Regions from separate parts of the Oryctolagus cuniculus genome. Here region 1 is linked to region 2. The links are chromatin contacts, called in public Hi-C maps. All regions are on one chromosome and are shown on one strand. The core of a region is the stretch at or near the end of the contact, and the rest is flanking DNA. Distances in the headings are between cores, read along the strand shown. Region 1 holds the start of THBS1 (thrombospondin 1). Region 2 has its middle 290 kb from the start of THBS1.

The links. Hi-C and Micro-C count contacts between places; a contact is called where the count stands out from the background.
Region 1: a Hi-C map of skin fibroblasts shows a contact between it and region 2, with 7 times the contacts expected there. The contact joins the promoter of THBS1 here to the enhancer-like site in region 2. A contact is called at or near these places in 4 of 6 Hi-C or Micro-C datasets (embryonic fibroblasts, liver, skin fibroblasts and 1 more).

The regions. Positions count from the first base shown.
Region 1 is chr12:62,644,813-62,647,512 of mOryCun1.1, forward strand. It overlaps THBS1 (thrombospondin 1), which reads left to right and starts at 1,326. Exons shown (of 22, transcript XM_002717799.5): 1 at 1,326-1,491; 2 at 1,983-2,078; 3 at 2,364-2,700. The coding sequence starts at 2,012.
Region 2 is chr12:62,354,729-62,357,428 of mOryCun1.1, forward strand. No RefSeq gene overlaps it. Among named protein-coding and RNA genes, the nearest start is that of THBS1, 290 kb to the right of the region's middle. Within about 2 kb of position 1,348, at least 1 of the 8 cell types and tissues checked has an H3K27ac peak or open chromatin away from gene starts, as enhancers often do.

The sequences.
Region 1 (2,700 bases), core at 76-2,575, 290 kb after region 2:
CACTGCTAAGAAAGGAGGTGGGGGGAGGGAAGGTCCCCTCTGCGTGTGGCACGAGACCCTTATTTGGTGAAGCTTCTACCTGTGCCCTGGTCCTTGGGCCAGCCTGATAACGCGGGACCACGGCAGGGGCAGCAGTGGCTGCTGACGTCCCATCCCAGGCAGATGAATGGAATTCCAGGCCGCTGCAGTCATGCTGGCTTGGGACAGTGGCTTGGAGACCAGACGTCAATGACAGAAGCATCAGGCTGCAGGGCCCATGGCAATGTGCGTACCCACAGAAATGTAACCCACGCCTTGGTTTCAGGAGCCGAAAAATGAAAGGAACGCTTAGGGAGGAAAAAGGGAAATAAAATAATAGGCAGCGAGTAATTTATTACTCTCCGGGTCTGTTCTGTAAATAGTTTAAGACCCTGGAGCCAGATGGCTCTGCAAACTCTCCAACCAGGAGTCACGTTAAGAAGCACGAGTGGGCACGAAGACTGTTTTTCAAGACACAAACTTTAGTTTTGGCTTGAGGGAGCCGGACAGGAGTCCATTCGCTTAAAACTCCCCTACTGGCAAGCAGCACTCGGCGTGGGTCCCCTCGATAGCAATACGCATACCGCCCCCAAGCGGCAAGCCGTGGGAGCGCGGCAGCCACCGCCGAAGCGACCGTCGCGGGGACTCGGCAAGTGCGAGCTGCGCACAGCGCCCTGCAGGCCCGGCGCGACTCCGCACGCTCAGCCTGGAGAGGTCAGGCGCGGGGCAGGCGTGCGCGCCAGTCCAGGTGCGTCGGCACGGGGGACGCCTGCCGCCCCACCCCGGCAGGATGATGGGCTGGGGTCGGCCTGCACCCCAGGGGCCACTTCTCCCGGACAGCTGGTTCTCCCGAGGGGTCCCCTGTGTCCCCATCAGGCCCACCATTTTTGCAAAGCCGTCTCAAAGCGTCCACCTCTGAGCCACAGCCCTGGGCGGGGTATTCAAGGGTACGAGCTTGCCCGAGAGCCCTCCCATGGGTCTGCGGTGGTCGCTAAGCCCCATCGCTGCCCGGGACGCTCGCGCCAAACGCCTCGGGCCGCGTGGCCCAGGAGCCCGAGCTCCGAGGCTGCGCGCGCCAAGGCTGCCTGGGCGGGCGCCTGTTATTTCTGAGAAGTTGCGACGCTCCTGCGCCGGCAGCCGCTCCCCCCTCAGCTTCCTAGCTGGAAAGCTGCGCGCCGGGCGGCTGGGGGCGGGGAGCGCGACCCAGACTGGCCCCCCTCCCGCTTCCTGCCCGGTCGCCGCCCATTGGCCAGAGGAATCCCCAGGAATGCGAGCGCCCCCTTTAAAAGCGCGCCGCTTCGCCTCGCCAGCCACTGCACCCGAGCCAGCCGGCCACTTCGGGTTTCCAGCGAGCGAGCGATCCTCCTGCTCAGCCTGCGAGTCCGACCGCGGTCCCCCGGGCTAACCGGTTACCCCGGCGCCTCTCCTGCGTCTTCGCCGCCGCTCCCGGCCGCTGAGCCCACGTCTACACAGGTAAGCGCCCCGGGCGGTCGCCAGGAGCCCGCACCGCCCTGGCCATCCATCTCGAGCTCCCAGGTTCTCCTCTCTTTCGTTGCCCCCATTCTGTCCCTCCCAGCCGCCGGCGGGACTCTTCAGCTAGGAATTCACAAACTAACTCATCAGAGCGCCCCAGGATTCCTCCAAGTCCTACCTAAACCTTGCTAACTGTCCTCTAGGGAGGAGGCTACTTCGTCATGCCCTCCCTCCTCCCCCTAGCTGCATCTCCTGGCCCTGCTGTTCACTCTCAACTTCCCAAGAAACAACCCCCCACCCCCGCTGGTGGTCCGGGTGCCCCTGGCTTCACCTCCCTCCAACTCTCATTTTTTGCATGATGCCCTCTGGAAAACCAGTCCCGCGGTGTCTCCAGCGAATGTGAGGCCCAGGAGGGCTGCGGGGCTCTGGCCCCCTACTAGCCCCCAGTCTTCGCTGTCTCTGACCCTGTGCTCTTGCGCTTCTTGCTGCAGGCTCCCTGCTGGGCACAGACAGCTCCACCATGGGGCTGGCCTGGGGACTCAGTGTCCTGTTCCTGCTGCAGGTGTGTGGCAGCAACCACATTCCAGGTGAGTCTGTGCGACACCTCAGGGCAGGTGGAAGGAGAAGGCACTGGCTCTCCCTCCCAGCCGTCTCTCCCCTGAGCCCCAGCTGAGTATCAAGATGCAGCCTTGCTCTGATCGCGGTGTCCAGTCAGCTCTTTCAGTGGCTGCCCGTGCCTGTGGGCCGGCTGCCAGGGCTCAGCTCCCTCCCCCAGCCCCAGCCCCAGCCCCAGCCCCAGCCCCAGCCCCAGCCCCAGCCCCAGCCCCAGCCCTAGCCTAGAAAACTCACTGTTGTCCTTTCCTGTCCGGCAGAATCTGGGGGAGACAACAGCGTGTTTGACATCTTTGAACTCACCGGGGCTGCCCGCAAGGGCTCTGGGCGCCGGCTCGTGAAGGGTCCTGACCCTTCCAGCCCTGCTTACCGCATCGAAGATGCCAACCTGATCCCCCCGGTGCCTGACGACAAGTTCCAGGACCTAGTGGATGCTGTGCGCGCAGAGAAAGGTTTCCTCTTCCTGGCCTCCCTGAGGCAGATGAAGAAGACCCGGGGCACGCTGCTGGCTTTGGAGCGGAAAGACCACTCTGGCCAGGTCTTCAGCGTGGTCTCCAACGGCAAGGCGGGCACCCTGGACCTGAGCCTGACCGTGCA
Region 2 (2,700 bases), core at 98-2,597:
GGCACCCATGTGGGAACCAGGATGGTGTTCCCAGATCCTGGTTTTGGTTTGGCCAGACTTTCTCCCACTCTCTCTCTCTCTCCCCCCCTTTCAAATAAATAAATAAATCTTTTTTTGTTTTACTTTTATTGTTTTTATTTTATTTTTAACTTTTATTTAATAAATAAAATATGGATTACAATGGCTTCCCCCCCATAACTTCCCTCGCACCCACAACCCTTCCCTCTCCCGCTCCCTCTCCCAGTCCATTCGCATCAAGATTCATTTTCAATTCTCTTTATATACAGAAGATCAATTTAGTATATATTCAGTAAAGATTTCAACAGTTTGCACCCACACAGAAACATAAAGTGAAAAATACTGTTTGAGTACTAGTTATAGCCTTAATTCACATTGTACAACACATTAAGGACAGAGATCCCACATGAGGAGTAAGTGCACAGTGACTCCTGTTGTTCACTTAACAAATTGACAGTCCTGTTTATGGCATCAGTAATCTCCCTAAGCTCTTGTCATGAGATGCCAAGGCTATGGAAGCCTTTTGAATTTGCCAACTCCGATCTTAATAAATAAATCTTTGAAAAATATTGTAAAGGTTAGAGCTGAGCCTCCGTATGAATAGGGCAGCACATTTTACCACCTCTGAAAAGCAAAACATGCACTCACTTTTTAGGAGTCTGATATATCAATACCTTAGTTAGTTCTAAAAATTTGTGATTTGCTGGTGTCCTGTTCATGTTGATTCTCTTGGGAATTAGTATTTTTCTTTCATTCATTTTCTTATTAAATTGCTGTCACTTGTTATTAAAAAGTGAGAAAGATAGCCTTCCAAGGCCACCCCCAAACATCACAGGACAAATTAAAAAAAAATACCAATAAGCAGCTCTACATCCATTTGTCAGCTGGAAGAAATCGAGACCTTCATCTGTTATGTTCCCTTAAGATTATGGATTACTTCTCTTGGGGTGCGGTCAGGGGAGGGATATCAGGTAGAAAATTAGAAAGTCGGGTGTGTGATGAGAGGCCTGAGGACAGCAAGCTTCTTTGCCGAGGAGCTTAGCAGTCTGGGAAGCACATCGTGGAAGAAGCCCAGTACTGACCCTAGAAAGTCCCGCCCACACCCCAGTCACTTTTCCGGTGGTCTCAGCCTACCCCTAAGGGGAGTCCCCCAAGAGAATCCTCTCCACTCAGCACCAGAGCGGTCACCAGCCCAACAACATTGGTCAAAAAACCTTCTCAGCCTTCTCCCGGGGAAGACACCCTCCATGGGAAGCTCCTCTGCCCAGCGCGGGTGGATTACCCAGTCTGACAGCACTGAAGAGTGAAAACTTGGAGAATTTCACCTAATTCACATTCAGCAAAGCCTTTGTCCTGGAGAAGGAGGAGGAGAGGCAACAGAAACAATGGGAAGAACTGGACCCCATTCCCTTATAAGCTTCAGTCTGAATACACACCATACACTCAGCCGTCAGCTCTTTCCTGAGCTGATGGATACTCTACCCCCATTAGACCTTGCTACCTTGCTGACCATTAAAAAACAAAAAGAAAAAAGAAAAAAAAAGTCTGTCAAAGGCTGCCCATTATCAGCATGTCAAGATTCATAGGGCAAATCTAAGCACTGTCATCAAAATGAAAAGGAAAGATACACATCTCCTCACTAAATACCTAGACTATGAGTCAATTGAGAATTGAGCGCCTTGAGCTTAAGCAGGCAGGGGTGGAAATGACTAAAATAAAGGACAGCCAGGTTACTGATAGTAAATTACAGCTGGAAATGAAATCAGACTCTTAAATTTAAGGCTTAAAATTTTCATTTTAATGTGTGTGCTGGGGGATGTGCCTGTGAGTGGGCATGATATTATGTAAAGGGCACAAGTTTGGAAGTCAGATTTTCAATGGATAAAGAAACAAACAAGCTGGAAAATTTCGGTGAAATAAATGGAAAGTAGTGAGTGCACTCAGATGGGAAAATAGAAAATTAAATTTAATAACAACATCAAGGATCCAAAGGGCTGCAAAAGGAATATTCTGTGACTGGAGAACATGTCTAAGACACACAAAATTTCATCACTGTACAGATTGTACAATATTTCTTATGCATCTCAACAAATGTGTCCGAAGACAGCATTTTAAGTTGCACAGAAAATACCAAAGCCCAGACATATTTCAGTGCCAGTCCCTGGGCAGGCTGGCCCTAAGGCAAGACATTCTGGAACACCTGGCTGGTTGGCAGACTTTCCTTGATGGCAGCATTCTGGGACCAAACAGGCATTTATTTCAGCCTCTCTAAGGCTTTCATATGGTAAAGAAGCAATCAAAGAATACTGGCTTTATTTTTTGCAGCATTGGTTTTGATCCACCTAAAAGGAAACGGTGGGGGTAGGGGGAATCAGTGGAGGGAAGGAGTAATGCGTTTCACAGCTTCAAATCAAACACTGTTGGAAAAATGTCCAGAAAGCAATTCAGAGTGAAAATATTTGCTTTCTGGCTAAACAGCCAGTAGCTTTTTATTGCAAAATGGAAATAAACAGTGCTGCTCATTTATACCAAAAAAGGGGAATCTACAAATAGCCAAAGTCCCAAAATAAAGGTATTGCCCAATAGCTTAGGACATGAGTCACTGAGGTCTTCAGAGTTTCATCAATGGTCACAACACATAGATTAGAAGGGCCTGAGGTTGTGATTACTAAAGCATCTCGT